3 separate regions of the Mus musculus genome follow, and all the other regions are linked to region 2. Evidence: chromatin contacts called from public ChIA-PET and promoter capture Hi-C data. All regions are on one chromosome and are shown on one strand. Each heading gives the region's core, a stretch centred on a gene start, on an enhancer-like site or on the middle of the called end of the contact. The rest is flanking DNA. Distances are from core to core; before and after follow the strand shown. Region 1 overlaps Cdk17 (cyclin-dependent kinase 17). Region 2 holds the start of Amdhd1 (amidohydrolase domain containing 1). Region 3 overlaps Elk3 (ELK3, member of ETS oncogene family).

The links. Promoter capture Hi-C pulls out the DNA fragments that hold promoters and counts their contacts. ChIA-PET counts read pairs in DNA pulled down with a chosen protein or histone mark.
Region 1: a contact with region 2 is called in a promoter capture Hi-C map of pre-B cells, with 2.3 times the contacts expected there. The contact joins the enhancer-like site here to the promoter of Amdhd1 in region 2. A contact is called at or near these places in 3 of 39 promoter capture datasets (cranial neural crest, frontonasal cranial neural crest and pre-B cells), 1 of 15 datasets of contacts at CTCF or cohesin (the NIH/3T3 cell line), 1 of 484 Hi-C or Micro-C datasets (liver) and 1 of 9 other capture datasets (pancreatic islet).
Region 3: a contact with region 2 is called in an RNA polymerase II ChIA-PET map of memory CD8 T cells, with 553 read pairs. The contact joins the enhancer-like site here to the promoter of Amdhd1 in region 2. A contact is called at or near these places in 4 of 39 promoter capture datasets (HPC-7-derived erythroid cells, hematopoietic stem and progenitor cells, neural stem cells and 1 more), 4 of 115 datasets of contacts at active chromatin or transcription factors (bone marrow-derived macrophages, effector CD8 T cells, large pre-B cells and 1 more) and 3 of 9 other capture datasets (adipose tissue, liver and macrophages).

What each region holds. Positions count from the first base shown.
Region 1 is chr10:93,212,221-93,214,920 of GRCm38.p6, reverse strand. All of the region lies in intron 3 of Cdk17 (cyclin-dependent kinase 17), which reads right to left. Among named protein-coding and RNA genes, the nearest start is that of Mir1931, 51 kb to the right of the region's middle. Within about 2 kb of position 1,435, at least 39 of the 459 cell types and tissues checked have an H3K27ac peak or open chromatin away from gene starts, as enhancers often do. A contact at or near this core is called in liver and pre-B cells, where this site is marked.
Region 2 is chr10:93,538,710-93,541,409 of GRCm38.p6, reverse strand. Amdhd1 (amidohydrolase domain containing 1) reads left to right here and starts at 1,377. Exons shown (of 9, transcript NM_027908.1): 1 at 1,377-1,576. The coding sequence starts at 1,440. It overlaps Ccdc38 (coiled-coil domain containing 38), which reads right to left and starts at 778. Exons shown (of 16, transcript NM_175488.6): 1 at 601-778.
Region 3 is chr10:93,260,133-93,262,832 of GRCm38.p6, reverse strand. The region is part of intron 3 of Elk3 (ELK3, member of ETS oncogene family); the gene reads left to right. Among named protein-coding and RNA genes, the nearest start is that of Gm32551, 23 kb to the left of the region's middle. Within about 2 kb of position 1,327, at least 183 of the 459 cell types and tissues checked have an H3K27ac peak or open chromatin away from gene starts, as enhancers often do. A contact at or near this core is called in adipose tissue, bone marrow-derived macrophages, effector CD8 T cells and 3 more, where this site is marked.

The DNA of each region.
Region 1 (2,700 bases), core at 186-2,685, 330 kb after region 2:
TTAGCTATGAGCTTTGATTTACACTGTTAGAGGATGGATTTCCTCTGATCTTATTGGAACTGTGCCATGCCTTTTCCCTCTTGGGACAAGAACTGTTTAACTTAAAAAAAAATTTTTTTACAGAAGCTCAAATTGAGAGACTTTGGAGTTTTAAGATACTTTAAAGACTGAATTTTTAAAAGGTGTTTGAATAGTTTTTAAAACTATGGAACTTTTAAAGATATATTATGTTTTAGAGTTACATAATAGTTATATTAGTATGCTTTCTTGGGGAAAACACTAAAGGAAAGGTTAGGGTTTAATAATGATGTGTCTGTCAAGGTGACAAGGGGTTAACTGTACTGATTAGTTTTTTGCCAACTTGACTCAAGTTAGAGTCACCTGGGAAAGTCAGTTGAGAAAATGACTCTAGCAGACTGCTCTGTAGGCAAAACATGTGTTGACCTTTTTTGGTTAATAATTGCTATGTGAGGACCCAACCGACTGTGGATGGTACCATTCCAGGCGGCCCTCAGCTGTATGAGAAAGCAAGCTGAGCAAGCCATGTGTAGCAAGGAAGGAAGCAGCGTCTGCCATGGTCTCTGCTTCAGTTGCTGTCTCCAGGTTCCTCCCTTGTTTTTCCTCCCTTCGTTTCCCCTTCAATGATGGACTGTGACAGGAATGTTTAAGTCAAAAAACAAGAACAAAAGAAAAAGAAAAAAATACCCTCTCAACAAATTGCTTTTGATCATGGTGTTTCTCATAGCAATACAGAGCAAACTATGGTATCAGCACTGTGGCACAAGCACTAGGGAGAGAGAGGCAGGAAAAGACATCTCTCCACATTTTCAAAGTATGAAAAATTCTATAAGGAAAGTAATTCAAGATATTGCCAAGAATTGAATAAAATTACAGACTTGACAGAGTTCTTGAAATTACTGTAACTTTGCCTATTTTCCAGATTCCAGGAGATAGAGACTTTAAAAATTAACCTACTTTTAGACCATGTAGCTTAGGCACACAGCTGGACTAGAAACCTGGTCTTTTGCTTCTTATGACTATTCTCTCATTAGATGTGTCAACAAGAAAATAGAGCTAACTCATAGAACAGTCTTTAAAATATTTACAAATCTGCTACCCACCAGTAGAAAGCCAGACGTGGTGGCACACCTGTAACTCTGGAACTAAGGCAGCAGGATGGAGCAGAGGCCAGCAAGAAGCTGTCTGGAGTTCCAAGCACTACTTGCTGAGTGTCTACTACAAAGCTAAGTTTGTGCTCTCTAACGTATCACAACCCTGCTGAGAGCCAGTGCACAAGTTCAAGACCTGCCTGGACAAACTGGGAACGCCTTGTAAGCTCAGTGACTCAGCACTTCTGAAGCAAGCCTTAATGAGGCAGCGGGTTTAGTTCCCCAGAACTAACAAGCAACCAGTAAGCAAACAGAACCGACCAGTCCTGCCCTACAAGGATGCCAAGCAAAGGTATCGTCCCAGATAGGAATAAACACTGAGTTCCACTGGACTCAGCCAGGAGAGCAGCCAGGGTAACAAGCACAGCTGTTTCTGCCTCCTTCCGAATACAGCGAGGTGAGAAAGTGAAGGCCCATGTCAGAGCTTCACTGTCTCCTTAGTGGGACAAAGGGCTTCGATGAAACGTGAAGTGTATCAGGATGCTTGCTTAGTCAAGCTTCTGCCACTTGCATGATGCACTGATAAATTTGATCAACATTACTAACGTCTTTAGTGTTCCTTTCTTAACTCGAGACCAAGAATCTCAAGAACAGATGCTTTTACGTTGCTCCTGAACTAAAAATGTTTCTTGCATTTTAAAAGGCTTACTACACACAGAAAAAGAATATGCAACAGACTCCAGTCCATAAAACCTAAAACATAACTCACTCTTGACTACACAGCCAACAAAATTACAAGCCAAGACCTGATTTCTTAAACATAAATACTCCCTCATGACTGACTTCAAATTATTGGCACAGTATTACTGGACAGGTGACACTGTCCAGAAAAATGCAATGGCACATTATTACACAGTGTTATCACTATTGACACATGATGCAAATAACATTACCTCAGAGAATAGATGACCGGGACAGGAAACCAACTGGAGGTAAGGACTCTGGAGTACTCATTAACTTTGGTTTTTACTTTAGCTTAACTCTAAACCTGTACAATATAAACTATAACAGTAGCTATGTTTAATAACCGACTGTAACCCACATCTCTCATGAACCAGCTTAAGACGACTCCAGCGCACCATTCTCTGTGCTGTGCCAGCAGGGATATCGGCACATTTCTCACAGATGAAGCCACACTGTAGAGAGGCTCACAGTCTTAAAATTAGGGAAAAGAACCAGGAAGTAGCCTACTGTGGCAATAAATAAAGGAAACAGAGGGATACAATATTCAGGAACTGTAGTAAATAGTCTATCTAATGGGACAATCAAACATCTATATTTAAAATGACTTCTAAATCAAAACATAATATACCACTACCAAAAAAGACATAAAATACATAAAAACTTGCAGGTATCTTTTCTGGATATTTCAAAAGCACATAATGGCAAAAGAATAAGCAGTCAGGTGATAATCTACTTCTTGTACTGCCAATATGCAGTAATTAACTGAAAAGCTACTGAAGCAGCACCCACTCTGCATGAACAGACAAGCAAACGTCATTCTCTGCGGTGTTAGCAGCCCTCATCTTTC
Region 2 (2,700 bases), core at 128-2,627:
CTCAGCACTGATGTGCAGTGTGTGTGTGTGTGTGTGTGTGTGTGTGTGTGAGTGGGGGTGGGGAACCAGGGAGAGAGAGAGAGAGAGAGAGAGAGAGAGAGAGAGAGAGAGAGAGATCTGAATTAAAAGGCTATCCTGATCTACATAAAGGGCTCCAGAACAGCCAGGGCTACACAGTGAGACTTATCTCAACAAGAGAAAAAAGACCAAGGGGGGGGGAAGCCCTAAAACCACATATGTACAAATAGCATTATACAGACCAAGTGGGCTGTATTTATGTATTTAGGGACACACACACACCATAGAAAAGGTCTTGAATTTGAAAGAGAACAAGGGTGGTTTAAGAGGAAATCAGGAAATGATGTCATTGTAATCTCAAAAAATTTATGTGTGTGTGTATATGTGTATGTGTGTGTGTGTGTGTGTGTGTGTGTGTGTGTGTGTGTGTGTGTATGTATTCTTTACAAATCCTGCCTGCCAGTTCTTTAAACAATCTGGATACTGTCTGTCTACAACCTTGAGTGCAGTGGTGTGTGTGAAAGCCACCACACTCGGGAGGAGGGGGGGAGTGTCAGACACCCGGGTCAAATCTGGTTTTACCTCAACAAGTCTGGATCACTGTTGAGACCTATCCTTCAAGAAGGCGGTCGGGACAAAGCAGACAGAGGCACCAAACTGATACTCTGTGTCTCAGCTTCATCCTTCCCTGCTCCAGGCTCCCTTCATCCTGGGAACCGCTTACTACCAGGCCCAAGCGCCGATCTGGCCAACCGAACACGCGTGGCACCCGCAGCCAGGCTAGGAGGGTCACGCGGACACCGTGAGCCTCTGCCCCGTGCCCCTGTCGCCTGTCAGCGCAAGTTTGCTAGGTTCAAGTTCCAGCTCCCAGGGCACAGTGTGTTTTTGTCTCTGTTTCTGTCACTGTGTCTAACACACACACATACATACATACACACACACACACACACCATGCACACTCACACCACACGCATACACACACCCCACTGTGTCTGCCTCTGTTTCTGTCACTGTAACACACACACACACACACACCACTGACGTCTCTGTGTGAGCCCTTCCCAACAACACTTCACTTGGCCACTGCACCGCATCTACCTCGCCCAACTTGATCACTTCCGGTGGTGGCTAAATTTCAGTTTTGTTTTGTTTTTAATCCAGAAGTTAGGGGTTGGGGAGGGGGTGATATAACCATCACCTCCTTTACTCCAAACCTGGAAAGGAGACCTGAAAAGACTGGCGTCCACAATAAAGTTTATTCCAACTTTATTCCAGGCGCTCTGGTTGGCACTGCTCCTGTCCCGGTCACTGGCTGCTGGCCAGCTCCCGCCCCACGCTGCCCAGCCCCGCCCCGCCCTGCCCGGGAGCCACAGCTCGCAGGCTCTCCTGTCCTCCGCAGCCCGCCAGCGGCTAGAGCGACAATGACGAGCAGCCACCGCCTCCTGCTGGAGAACGCACAGCAAGTGGTGCTGGTGTGTGCCCGCGGCGAGCGCTTCCTGACCGGGTCTGCGCTGCGCAGCCTGGCGGTGCTGGAGGGCGCCAGCGTGGTGGTGGGCACGTGAGTAGCCAGTAGCTGGGGACAGGCGAGATGGGGTTCCGGAGCGAAAGCTCTTTCTCCAACAAAACACCTTCAGGGCATCTTTCATTATGATCATTGATCATTGATCCCATTATAGCTTCTAAAGTACTGGCTGGTGGGTTTGCTTTGTTGTTTCCAGAAGAGTCTGTAGACTCTTTTTTGCTCTAAAATCCCGGATATTGATCCAGGTGTGCAGTCCCAGCACCCAAGAGGCAGAAGGTGAGGTCTGTAGTCTAAGGCCATCCTTGACTGTATGTAGAGTTTGCATGTGAGATCCTGTTTCAAAAAACAATCAAGAACTTAAAAAAAGAAAGAAAGAAAAGAAAGGAAAGAAGGAAGGAAGGAAGGAAGGAAGGAAGGAAGGAAGGAAGGAAGGAAAGGAAGGAAGGAAGGAAGGAAGGAAGGAAGGAAGAAAGAAAGAAAGAAAGAAAGAAAGAAAGAAAGAAAGAAAGAAAGAAAGAAAGAAAGAAAGAAAGAAAGAAAGAAAAGAAAAAGAAAAAAGGACAGGGTTTCTCTGTGTAGCCCTGGCTGTCCTGGACTCTTGTAGACCAGACTGGCCTCGAATTCACTCACAGAGTTCCACTCATCTCTGCTTCCCGAATGCTGGGATCAAAGACATGCCCCTCTTTAAAAAAATACTTTTAAATAAAACTAACATTACATCTTTTTTCCCCCCTCAAAAAGCACCTGTGGTGTGCATTATGTAGTCCAGCATAGTGGCCATGTCTTTAATACCAGCACTCTGGAGGCAGGGGTAGACTATTCAAAGTCAGCTTGCTCTACGTAATTCCAGGGCAGCCAAGTGAGACCATGTCGTAAAACAAACAAACCTACGGCTGACCCGCAAAATCACTCAAGCCCTGCATCAGGGAACTAAGGTTAACACACAGGCGCTTTGCTTTGGGGTTGTTTTCTAAAGTAAATAAAAATGTGTCAACACTCACACCTTTTAAAGAGAAGGAATGAATGTGTATTATTTTGTAGTTTATTCTTTTTCCCACTTAGTAGTAAACAGTAAAGCCTCACTATTCCATGTTAATAGTTTCTAAAGGGCCAAAACTCCTAACACCTTTGGAAGGTGGTTTCTAGCTTCCTTGAGTAAT
Region 3 (2,700 bases), core at 78-2,577, 280 kb after region 2:
AGACACAGAGAGACACAGAGACAGAGAGAGAGAGACAGAGACAGAGAGAGAGACAGAGAGAGAGAGACAGAGACAGAGACAGAGACAGAGTCATAGAGAGTGAGTGAGCTTGGAAAGAGGTGTCACACAGTTAGTAAAAGAGGCTGCTTAGGGACATAGTGTAACCTCAGGAGCTAAATGCCACCAGAGACTACATGCACCTGGAATGGTGCTCTGCTCCTATGGGCTGTGGGTAGTCAACTGAGAGGGAGAGAAGGGCAAAGATCTGGTAAAACTCAGCCTCCTTTCAGCCATCAGTGGTTTAACTCTGACCAGACAGGCCACTAAGGGGTTAATCACAACAAGCTTCCTGTTCTACAGGATTAGGCTATGCTTGAAGTCGGTATAAGATTTAGATCAGTAGTAAAGCTCCGCCCGACGCCCCAGGGCGTCCTCCAGAAGCTGACCCATCCACTCTTAGCTCTCCCACTCACCCTTAGTGTTCCCTTCTGGGGGGCGGGGCTCAGAAACAGAATGAGCACTCCTAAGGGAGTGCTCACTTCAGAGAGGGGGCGGGGGAGAGGTGTGCTCTACTAACCCAGTCCCCTGTAAATGAGGCGCCTTGACAAGACATATCACATGATCACTGTCCTTTCCCACATGTGTCATGGGGTCTACATTCAGATTTGAACATTCTGTCTTCAATTCGATGTGCAGAAAGCCAGAACAAATGTGCCTCTCTCACAGTGTCAGAGCCGCCTCCCGTCAGGAACACTGGCGAAGCCGCTGACAGGAGCTGCAAAGAGCGGAGGACATGACTCTTGGTGCTAAGTTTATGATAAATAGTGTCCGGGCAGGGACTTCTCCAACAAGGGGCTGGAAGACTCAAGCAAAAGTCAGCTAGGTACAGAGAAAAATGATGGCGTCAGAGCTCAGCCACGGAGGTCCCATCTGAATGTTGCTGAAAAGCAAGGCGCTTGCTTGTCCCCGTTGGCACAGGCTACCGAATGTTAGGCAGAGGGGAAGGAGCTGGGGTGTGAAGCCCTCCTGGCCTCTAGCCAGGCACCTTGGCAGCCGAGGTGGCAGCTGAAACTCCTGACTCCTCTGCATGCTGGTTTCATCTGTCCCTCTTCCTGCCACATCCCATCTGTGTCCCGTTGCTCCTGTCCCCCCAAGGTGAAGTTAATTCGGAATCCAAGGCATTGTATTTCTCATTTCTGCCAAGACTCGTGTTCGTCTCACCTGTGCTGTCCAAGATGCTGAAATCTGAGCTGTTTCAGCACTGGGCACGCATCTCCATCAGAGTCTGAGTATGTGCGCCTCAGGCTGTTTGCTCGGCAGCCTGGGATTAGTGGCTGAGTGGAGACAGCCTGCTCGGTTTGAAATGCTGAAGCCTACTTCCTCTATTCTGGGGTAGCGGAGACAGCTCTGAGGCCAAGTCAGAAAAGTGGGAGTCTGGAGCAGTGTAGGAGAACCTACAGAGTGCGAGCATCCTGTCCCCCTACACCCCACTTCTGGTGTGGTTTCCATCTTCCTGTCTCTTGCCATTATCATCAAAAGAAAAACATTTTCCCCCCTCTCCCTTCTCTCCAGGGTTGTTCAACTTCCTTCTTCTTCTGTTGACCTTTCCCCAGACAGGCCTCCATCTCTGACCATGATGACCTTTCCTCCAGGCAGAGAACTTCCTTGTAGGTCTCTGCAGTACAGGCTAGGATGGTTCTTGGCTACCAAGTTGTAGGTTGCCCCAGAGAAACAATAAAGGGAGTGCCTTTTCTCCTTGCGCCCTGGGGTCCCATGCTGCCCCCTCTCCTCTCTTCTTCTAGTGACTACTCAATGGGTCATCCATCTCTTCTGGTCTGCCTCCATCACTCTCTCCCTCTCTCTCTCTCTCTCTCTTTCTCTCTCTCTCTCTCTCTCTCTCTCTCTCTATATATATATATATATAAAACTTATTTATTGTGTATGTGATGTGGGCTAGTGTGCACATATGGAGGTCAGAGGACAACTTGTAGGAGTTGGTTCTCTCCTTCCACCATGTGAGTCCCACAGATAAAACTCTGACTTGGTGGCAAGTGCCTTTACCCCTGGCCCAGCTATTGAAAATAATGTTGAACTCTGGGGCGCCATTTTTATGGACTCCGTTGGCCTCTGTGCCACTTTTAAGGTATATGTGTAAGGGCTTCTCCTTCACTCTTCCTGAAGTCCCAATGGTTTCCTAGTGTCTCCAGCACCCACTCAAGACATCACCAAAGACATCTTCTCACTGCCACTGGGCAGGCCACACCCAGTCTCTTCTCTGCCTCCTTTCTAATCAGTTCACGTGGAGCTAGTCACTGAACACCCAGGCACTTGCTTGCTGCCTCAGGGATACCAAGATTAGTATATAGATGTGGTTCTGGTTCTCATGAGCTTACAGCTGCTGCCCGGAAATAAAGAATAGGGGTCAAATATAATTTCTGGTCATGAAAACTGCCCGAGAAGTTGAGACATGGTTTGATAGGAAATTAACAACTTCTAGAGGCATAAGCCAAGTGGAACACGGATGCCTTGTAAGAATTAGTAAATGATCACTGAACATAAATTTTTGCAAGACATGAAAAGGATGGGAGAAGTGATCTATTTTACAACCTTACACTGCACATAAATTTTTGCAAGACATGAAAAAGATGGGAGAAGTGACCTATTTTACAACCTTAGGACCTATCCCTGCTGAAGTACACA